2 separate regions of the Zea mays genome follow, and region 2 is linked to region 1. Evidence: chromatin contacts called from public Hi-C data. All regions are on one chromosome and are shown on one strand. The core of a region is the stretch at or near the end of the contact, and the rest is flanking DNA. Distances in the headings are between cores, read along the strand shown.

Evidence for each region. Hi-C and Micro-C count contacts between places; a contact is called where the count stands out from the background.
Region 2: a Hi-C map of leaf shows a contact between it and region 1, with 4 times the contacts expected there. The contact joins the promoter of LOC100285978 here to the promoter of LOC100382420 in region 1. A contact is called at or near these places in 5 of 25 Hi-C or Micro-C datasets (ear, leaf and tassel).

The regions. Positions count from the first base shown.
Region 1 is chr3:182,663,994-182,669,362 of Zm-B73-REFERENCE-NAM-5.0, reverse strand. It overlaps LOC100382420 (RNA polymerase II C-terminal domain phosphatase-like 2), which reads right to left and starts at 2,164. Exons shown (of 11, transcript NM_001175163.1): 1 at 1,659-2,164; 2 at 711-1,181; 3 at 223-433. The coding sequence starts at 2,015.
Region 2 is chr3:183,007,662-183,013,030 of Zm-B73-REFERENCE-NAM-5.0, reverse strand. LOC100285978 (pleckstrin homology domain-containing protein 1) reads right to left here and starts at 2,802. Exons shown (of 1, transcript NM_001158867.2): 1 at 1,757-2,802. The coding sequence starts at 2,739. The coding sequence ends at 2,281.

The DNA.
Region 1 (5,369 bases), core at 915-3,414:
GAACAAGTTATTTAGGAATACAAAGGATACTGCATAGATAAATTGGAGCTAAATGCCTTACTCATAAGTGTATGCATAATGACAATATGTTCCAATAGAAGGAGGGCATTGTAATATTAGGAAAGAAAGGGGAAAAAAGAACAATTGGAAGAGTTTGTCAGGATAAATGAAACAAAACAGATACAGGAATCATTGCACAATAGTTGAAACAAGTTCACTTGCCTGACTTTACACAATTTACGCGTTCTGAGAGCTGTTGTGGACTTATTAAGTTGCCTTCTGGATCAAGAAGTCTCCACATTTCAAGAGCATAATCTCTCTCAGCCATTGTACATACATAAACCTCAAATCTTTTTCGTCCCTTTGCAGTTAGGTAACTCCTCAATTCTTCCCAAGCAGGTCTTAGCTTTACAAAAACACTGGTATCACGATTCTGAAAATAATATATCATGTAAATGGTAAGATGATACTAAACAGGAAAAGGTAGAGTAATCAGAGAACAGTAAGTTGAATGAAAGAATTAAATCTCTAGATATCCAAATATCTGTCACCTTCCAAACATAGAAGAATTTATGCTGAGTGCCTCAGTCCAATAGTATTGTATTAAATCTCAAAAAGCTTAGTAGAGTCAATAAATTGTATCCCCAAAGTAGACAAGCCTCTATTGCAGCCCATGAAATGGAATTCACTCTACTAGTTTTGAAACATACCTCTGGATTGATGCGAGTCAAAATTGCATTCCTGTCAGGCAGTCTGATAACTGGACGGAAAACACGCTCCTGACCACCAGACATAGGTTGAACCTCCTCTTTCTGGGTTCCAACTATTTTGCCATTGTCCGTAACTGTATCCATGTCAATGAATTCTTTGAGAAGCTCTTTGTCCTCAATATATCGTTTGATTTCTGCAGACATCCCTGCTATTCTGATAGGATCATCTTCGACATCCATTCTGCGGGAGAGCATCTCGATCCGATCCTCGAAGGACTTCATTGTGTTAGCAACAATAAGGGTCTCATCAAGATCAAACACAATGGCAAGACAGCGCAAGTTGAGCATGCCAACGGACGCTGCATAGAGCCCCGAGCGTGCTGAGCAGCACCAAAAGCATGGCACCTTCCCTGATTTGGTCGGCATTGCCACCAGGTGCAGCTCCTCATCCCCAACTACTACCACAGCACTCTACACAGCCAAATGAGAGGAAGTGTTATACAAATCTTAATGTTCTGTGTAAAGTTGTATTAAGAGAAACAATCCCTGAATCTAACTATATGGAACTCACAAGTCACAACCCATGAAAGCCCAAAATGAAATACGCAAAATGCTTCAGTCTATGAAACTTGTTTCACGATGTACAAGTACCACCTGTCCACCTCAGTAGTTACGTTTTCCGCTTCAATTTGAAATGGACATGGGAATGACATACTCGCATCAAGCCAAAACACCTAAGATGGACCCAGAATGAAATGTGCAAATGCTTCAACTCCTGATACTTCTTCGACGAATTACAAATACAGTGAATAGAAATTCCTAAGAGTTGAAGCTCAAATTGAAATGCGTGCGTTCCTTCTATTTCAAATGTGCATAGAAACTACAGTCTACAGGCATGTGAAGACGAAACCACATATTCGCGGTTGTTCACAAAAATTGGGGACAAACCTTGAACTCGTTGAAACAAGTGAGATACAAGCGCTGGAGGCCCGGGTTGGGAGGCGTAAGCTTGGTCTGCAACTTGCACCGTACGGAGAAGGGCGCGATGGTCTGCAGGATAGCGAGAGGCGGGCACCTCTCGCTCGCCGGCGAGAAGTGGCTGACGCGGATCTCGTTGGTCGGGAAAGGGAGGCCCCCCTCGCCGTCCCGCTTCATCGGGAAGACCTCCATCTCGCCAAGGAACGACTCGCCGTGGAACATCCGCATGCTGACTCCGGCGGGCGCCCCGGCGGCGGGGGCGGCGCCACCGCTGCCACCGACAACGCCTCCCAGGGCCCCCAGCGGCGGGGGTCGAGGCGCGGCCATCGCGAGTGGGGAATCGGAGTGAGAAAAGAGAGGGAGGGGGAGTGTAATTTCGCGCAGCGCGAACAGGTGCCTGCCCCCGCCCGCCTCCCGCTTCGGCGGAGACGCGGAGCCGGGTTTTGGTGTTTGGGGAATGAAGGCGGAGAAGGGGCTTGCAGGCTTGCAGCGCAGGAAGGGGGCCTCGGCTGCGGTTTTATAGAGAACTTTGGGACCGGGCGGCCGGGTGGATGGTTCCGTTGGATCGGTCCGGTCACCGGTCTGGCTGTGGACGCGCGGACCAAAAGTCGAATCCTGAACCGGGGCCGACGCGTCAGTGAGACAGTGACTATCTTTTCGTGTCGCATGATCGCGTCTGGCTCGGTGCGCCGCGTGGGGAGCACCGGCCACTGGGAGTCCGGGATGATCCCCTTTCCTGCTGATTTGGCACGTCTAGGGCTGGTTGTGTGTGCAGTGTGCGTGTCCCATAATTCGTGAGTGAAAGCGGGTTTACTCACAACACATCAATGCGGCGCAGCCCTTAAATTTCCTGCGGGCTAAAGGTCCACTAGTCTGATTTGACGCTAGAAAGACATATTCACTATCTTCTAAAATAAATATTTTTATAATATTTTTATAATATTTTTATCAGTTAAAGATCTCAAATTTGTACTATTAACAATATTTATATTTCTCATATCTATCTATTGATATAAATTATATATTATAAATACTCATATTTTTATATATTTGATTACAGTTAAAAAATGTCAAGCCATCCGGTTAAAGAGGACATCAAAGATTTAAGATCGAAGGGCCATAACCTCGATGTTGACATATGTTATCCACTTATCCTTAGCATGGCAGCAAAGTCAATGGGGGACTCTACCACCATTCCTTGTGTTCTGGTCACCGTCCAAATGGTCAATCCCACTTATCCAATACTCACTCCATTTTAAAATAAATTTTATTTTGGAACGAAGAAAGTATATGATAAGCTATTTTAGGAACAAAGACTATGTTTAAGTGGATGTTCACTATAACTCAACTTTACAAAAACGAGTTTAGCTTCATGAATTTTAGAGTTGGACAGCTTTTTTAAAGTTGTAGAGTTTGCGAAAGTATTTAGCTTACAGACCAGTTTTAGCTTCACTAAAATGATTTTTTTTATTTTTAAAAATCCTTTATACCATTGAAGGATGTATGCGGTCGTTTTGTCTACTAGTTTTTTTCTTGTATGTAGCCTAAAGGGGTGAATATGCTACACTTTAAATTTTTCAACTAAAACTTCAAATTAAGCAATAAAACCAGTTCGATCGTTGCAAGCCGGTTCAACTGCAAAGTTGACACTAAATTTGAATCTAACAACGAAATTGATGAGAGCGACTTAGATCGAACAAATTGCTGAGATAATAGAGGGATAGAAATAGTGAATATGAGTGGAGCAACTCCACACAATCCACACACGCAAAGCAACGTTTGAATCATTGCTTACAACAAGATGAACTATGTGCTCAAACAAGTAAGAACACAAGAATACTTGATTTATCCTGGGCACATCGTAATTGTGCCCTACTCCTCGTTGAGTAGCCTACAAAGGGTCGGGTCTTTTTCAACCATAATCCTCCCTTAGCCGACCATAAAGGTCAAGGTAATCTTTTTCTCAACTTTGCTCAAGAGCGGGTAATACACTCTAGAGAGCGGGTAATATTTTTCAATCTCCAACAATTGTTCTATATCTTGGTTACACTCTAGAGAGCCATTTATGTTTTCTATCTTTGGATAGCGAGAAACCTAGGATAAAATTGGTTATATCTAGATAACTATTTAGATAAGTTGTTGAATTTTTTTGACAAAAAACTATATTCATATTATTTAGAGAGAATATATAGTCTCTTGGACTCACTCTTAGTTGGACTATTAGCTTGTGATGTTTGGATTTATCCAACTAAAAGTAGCTAAGAGATAAACTATTAATTGAGTTGTTTGGATGTCTCTAATTAATATTAACAACTAACTATTAGCTCTAGTGCATTCAAATAGAGCCATAATTGTGGATTCAAACAGAGTATCTACTAAATTTTAGCAATTAACTTTTACCAATGTTAGTAAGAAGATTAGAAAGATATATGAAAGGAACATCAGACGCCTAAGAGAGGAGGTGAATTACGACTTCTAAAATTCTCGCTAATTTAGGCCATAAATAAATCCCTACAACAAAATATATGCAAATAAGTAATTTAGAATGTGCAAACTAGGTTTTATATAAGTGTTGTTATCTCTACCGCAAAAGGAGTTATGCAACCTATGTTCCAGTCCTAAGAAATCTAAACTAAGAATAGAGAGATTGAAACTTAAGTACTTAAAGTAAATGCAAAATCTAAAGAACAAAGATAGAGATGCAAACTCTCGTGGATGATGCCTATATTTTTACCGAGATATCCGAAACCATGCAAGGTCCCGACTAATTCTTGTTGGTGCCCCTACACAAAGGGTAGCCCACGCGAGGGCTAAACACCACGATCGAGCAACTTCGTAGAGAGTCGTGAGCCTTCTCCACACGCAAGTGATGCCCCCGCTTCCGGCTCCTCTCGGATCTCCCCGCCGTCTCCACTATCGAGCTTCCCGTCAAATCACCACAGACCTCGTTCCCTCCGGTACACGGTGGCGGCCACACCACAAACGCGATTGATGTGGTCTCGCAAGACTCTCGCCCTACTCGATATAATTACAATGGCTCGCGCAAGAGCCGAGAGATTTGTTGGCTCTTCTAACCTCACTTACATAACTAGGAACAAACTTAGAGCAAATTGTTGGGGACTTGTTCTCAAGTGCTATGAGTTAAGAACAAGGCAACACAAAATATTAATGGTTAAAGACCTTCGTCCTTCGAAGCATTATCTCCCTAAGGATATAATGATCTTCAGATGAAGGTTATGAAGGACATACCTTCATCATCTCAACACATAATGATGAAAGTAAAGAAGCATATGAAACATGGAAAATAATATGAGCAATTATATTGAATTGTCAGATTATTTATATTCTCATTATCTCATCATGTACAAACATTAATAACAATGAATTGCATTTGTACCTTTGGCTTGACAGAAGGTATGAGTCCAAGAGTGACGCGCGAGTGAATACAAGTCAGCGTGAACAGTACGGTATTAATGTTCATCTATTTATAGGCACATGACACAGTCTGTGTAAAATTACATCCATGCCCTTGATATTTACTATTGACTTAAGGATAATCTATCGAGGACTAGATAGCCTTTTCCTCTTTAAATCGGTTTCATTTTTCACCGCTAAGTCGAAGCTTCTCCACGCGTAGCTTCGGAACCGGTTCATCCTTCTCCCAAACCACGCTTTTCATAT
Region 2 (5,369 bases), core at 1,553-4,052, 340 kb before region 1:
CCAAACACAAGCATGTGCATATATCTAGCCTATATATAAAGAACATGGCTCCTCACGTACAGACCCTCACGTACAGACCGGAATATCACCGTGCAGCAACAAACAGACGGTATGTGTCTGTTACCTACACATTACAACTTAACGATTGGTGTCTGTATGTGTCTGTTACCTACACATTACAACTTAACGATTGGTGTCTGTGGTTTTAGCCATCCGAAATGTGGGGTCTGTTTGAGTGGCCTGGGGGCTCTCGCCCAAGCAGGTGTATCCAGCCACACGCGCTCGCAATCAAACGCATAAAAGTGGCCAGACTGTTCGTTTGACTTTAAACTGTATCAGCTTCTACTGTTTCTGCAATATTTTTATCTTTTACAACTACATCAGTCCAAACAACCGATTTTAATCTGAAGCGAACAACCCGTTTATATTAGGACGATGCATGACCGAACAATGAAAAAGGGGTAGAATATCTGATTAAGTCCAGGGAAGATAAGGTATGATGCTGGCCTTGTGCTTCCTGGCATATGTTCACTTGGGTTTGCTGAGAACTTTCTTTACATGATTCAATATCAAATAAGTCCTTTTCAGTCAAACAATTGGCCTTTTGGACAAGATCCAGTCAAATATGCGAAACTTTGGCTATCAATATTCTTTTAAAAATATTTAGCTTGGAAACATAAGTCCTACATACAGGTTTTCCTTGATATTTCCTTTTACACTTTCATATGTTAATTAGATTGTAAATATATTTTAGTAGAAAACAATGTTCAAACTTCAAATGTTATATGCCATGTCCAAAATGACAAGTATTTTTACTTAGACTAGAGGCCTGGAGAGGCCTGGAGAGAGTATCTATATCATCCTTGGTCCCCATTCTAAACTGTTGCAAATATGAGGATGGATGTGTGTTAATATTCGACATATTGAATTGAATATTACAGTCACATGTAAGACAACAGTCTTACAGAGATGCAATGCAAAAGGTATCCTTGAGTCATACATAAGAATATAACAACATTTCAGAACAAAATAAACAGAGATAATAATAACTGATATGCTGACTAAGAACAAGAGTTGCAAGATTCATTGTGGACATATTTTATCCATAAGTTAAATGTCAATTAAGCAAAACCACGTAAATTAGAGTGGGTTGTTGGTCACTGGGTTATAGCATGATAGCATCCAACTTTGACACAGTAATGATGAGGTAATTAGCATTATACACCCTAAAGATGAGACAGACAATCCGCTTACTTACCAGATCATCTGCAAATAAACTATAAGATCGGTGTTTCTACCTGTTCTGATGAACAGATAACCACAACAGTTTAACCTTATTTCATCAGAATGACTTCCAAAACTAAAATTGAGGATATGAGCTCACAAGTAACACTGAAGTCTAGACCTTCAGTATAGGAAGCGCTTGGTGCATTTCATATGCTCGCGCAGAAAACAGTATCCTAGAGGTTTTTCCTGAATAAGCAGATAACTGCTCTGAGATCATCGTGGTCAAGGAAACATAGTTGTTAGAATAGGCAAACCAAGATTTCATCAACTAAATGAGATAAAATTCAAGTATGGTTCAAAGCCAACAGGAGCAAGTAATTTCATGGGTTTATGTTAATATGACACTCAAAAGGAGCAATTTAAAAGCAGCAATAAAATTTTCTTGTTGGATTGCTGTAAGTTCACACGTCCGGAGGTGTAACCAAATACTATAAACGATTGACCAAACAAATCAAACGGGCAGTGCACAAATTTGAAAGTAGACAACTGATATGCAGTACTGTATCAGATAGCACGCTATACATAAGATGCCGAACTTATTCCCCAATGACCAAAATATTATACAAATACACAGATCATACATCCACAAAACAACAATAACAAGTGTGAAACTAAGGGCTTGTTTGGTTCGGTGACTAAAAACCTGTTTAACTAAGGGCTTGTTTGGTTCGGTGACTAAAGACCTGTTTGGTTCGTGGCTAACTGCGCCACACTTTGTCTAAGCTTAGTCGTTCAAATTGAAAAACTAATCTTAAACATAAAAGTTACACAAAATGTGATAATTTAGTCATCAAACCAAACATGTCCTAGCTTACCACACTTTGACTAACTTTTCTGTCTAAGGTTAGTTATTTAATTGAAACGACTAACATTAGGCAAAGCATGACATAATTAGCACAAACCAAACAGGCACTAATTATCATAGAGACGCTGCAGAGATAAAGTAGCATAGAGACGCTGCAGAGTAACAGGTGTGACCGGCTCACAAATCAATCATTTGTCGCCAGGGCGGCTGTCGTAGTCGACGACCTCGGCGTCGGTGACGGAGCGGGAGTGCTGGACGATGGAGCGCCCGATGGAGTTGATCCACTCCTCCTTCTCCTTCTCGGTGTCAGCAATGAAGTACATGGTCTCGCGCGGCGTGGAGAGCTCGAAGGCGTAGGGTCGGTTGAGGACGTCCTCGGCGCCCTTGACGGTGAGGCAGGAGGCGACAGGGATGACACCGCGGGGCACGGAAGCGCGCGTGACGGTCGATTCCTTGAACCAGAAGAGCCGCCCCTGCTTGAGCACGAACCACCGCCGCCGCCATGTCTTGATATACTCGCCTTGCTTGGTCAGCCAACCCACGCGCTCCGGGGCGCGCCAGAACTCAACGCCGCCGCCCGAGGAGTCGGTGGTGTTCGTGGACGCCGCGCCGGTGCCCATCACCGCCCGCCACAAACTCGCCGCCATGGGGTTGTGGAGAATTTTGGGATCCGATCGGGTAGGCGACCACCGTTCTTTTCTTCTTTTCGCGAAGGGGTTGGTTTAGGATTAGTGAAATTTGGATCTATTATAACTTTATATATATACCATTGCTATCTCGCTTATACGTGGGGTGCAAATGCCAATGATGTATATCTAAAGTTATAATTTTTTAATGGTATATATCTAATTATTCTATAGGATTATTATGATACCGTTTTTCTATCGAGACACATATCACACCCTGTTTTAAACCTGTTTATATTACAAAATAAGGATTTGTTTGGAAACATAATATTTTCTTATTTTCAAGACAATATCGTGGTACCATGGTATTTTAAACCAAAAGGGGTTTAGGAGCACATACTGTCGGGTACCATAATTAGGGGTACCCAACACTCCTAAACACGGCTGGTAATCACCATCAGCACAAACTGCAGAGACTGATGGGCGCAATTCAAGTCAAGGCTTCGTCTACTCAAGGGACGCGATCTCGCCTCGCCCGAGCCCAGCCTCGGGCGGGAACAGTAGTCCCAGGCGAATTCACGCCTCGCCCGAGGGTCTCCTCAAGCAACGGGCGCACCCTCGACTCGCCCGAAGCCCAGCTCGGGCAGGCTTCGTTGTGAAGCAACCTTGGCCAACTCGCCTTCACCAACCGACCGCATCGCAGACGCATTCAATGCGAGGATCGTCTGACACCTTATCCTGACACACGTGCCTCAGTCGGCAAGGTCGAAGTGACCGCAGTCACTTCGCCCTTCCACTGACCGACCTGACAGGAAAACAACGTCGTTCGCCCCTCTCCGACTGCTGTGCCACTCGCCAGGGTGAGACTGACAACAGCTAAGTCCAGCCTCAGGCGCAACAGGAAGCTCCACCTCGCCCGACCTTGGGCCTCGGCCTCAGGAGGAGGTCTCCGCCTCGCCCGATCCCAGGGCTCGGCCTCGCCCTCGGCCTCGAAAGGTGGTCTCCGCCTCGCCCGACCCCAGGGCTCGGCCTCGACCTCGACCTCGGGAAGAATCGCGTCCTCGCCCAACCTCGGCCTCAGGAGGAGTCTTCGCCTCGCCCGACCTTGGGCTCGGACTGACCACACCACGAGGGGGTACATCATTACCCTACCCCTAGCTAGTTCAGGCTACGGGGGAACAAGACCGACGTCCCATCCAGGCTCGCCCCTGTAACAAGTAATGATGGCTCCTCGCGTGCGTCCATGACGACGACAGTTGTTAGCCCCCTACGAAAGCAAGGAGACGTCAGCAAAGTCCCAGCAGCCCCGACAGCTGTGCTTCTACAGGGCTCAAGTGCTCCTCCGACGGCCACGACACCGCGTACACAGGGCTCTAGCACCTCTCCGACAGCCACGTTGGCATGTACATAGGGCTCTGGCTCCTCTCTGCCGGACACGTTAGCGTATAGCTACACCCCCATTGTACACCTGGACCATCTCCTTGCATCTATAAAAGGAAGGTCCAGGGCCCACATACGAGAGGGTGGTCGCGTGGGAGGACGGGCTGACGAACAAGCTCGCTCTCTCTCCCTCGCGAACGCTTGTAACCCCTACTGCAAGCGCATCCCCCTGGCGCAGGATAACACGAGCCGCGTTCTTCCCCCCTTGTGTTCCATCTCGCGCCAACCCATCTGGGCTGGGACACGCAGCGACAATTTTACTTGTCGGCCCAGGGACCCCCCGGGGTCGAAACGTCGACAGTTGGCGCGCCAGGTAGGGGCCTGCTGCGTGTTGACGAACAACTTCCCGTTGAGCTCCAGATGGGTAGTCTCCAGCAACCTCTTCAGCCCGGGACGCTGCTCCGTTTCGGGAGTCTCGAGTTCATGTCCCTCGACGGCAGCTACGACATGGTACTCCTTCCCCCGCAGCGCAACAGCGACAACGACGGCCGTCAGCTCGCCCGGCGGCGGCGGACTCGGCGACGTCTTCCCCCCATGGTGGAAGAGCAGCATCCGGGTTTGTCCCGCCACCTTCCTCGCCACAGGAGGAGGAGGCGGGGCAACCGTGGCCAGGCAGGAGGCGGCACCTCGTCGGCTGTCGAGCGAGTCGACGACGCCGGCACCCCAGCGGGGGACATGTCGGGCGTTGACCTCACGCCTGAGACGACGGCGAGTGTTGTTTCCCCACAACGTGCCAACCCCAAGCGGACAAATGACGCCAGCACTCTCGCGGAGGACTTGCTGGGCATTAGCCTTGTACCTGAGATAACGATGCAGTCTGTCCCCGACGCGACTTCGTCACCGTCCATCGATTGAGAGGTACCGTCCGTTTTCCACCCTGTGCCTTTTAGATTCAGCTTCGATCCACCAAGCGACCCCGCTTCGGTGAGCGCTTTCATAAAGGCATATCCTAACCTTCCGGGGTACCATATGTGGTCAACCTGGGACTGACTGACGGCCGTCTCGACCTACGGGCCCACGGGTTCCGAGGAAGAAGACGAGCCCGACTCTGGTTGGGATTTCTCCGGGCTCGGTAATCCCAGTACCATGCGAGACTTCATGACCGCATGTGACTACTGCCTCTCCGATTGCTCCGATAATGGCCACGACCTTGACAACGAGGGTTGTGGCCCAAGTCGCAAATGTTTCCACGTCGATCTAGGGGGTCTCGA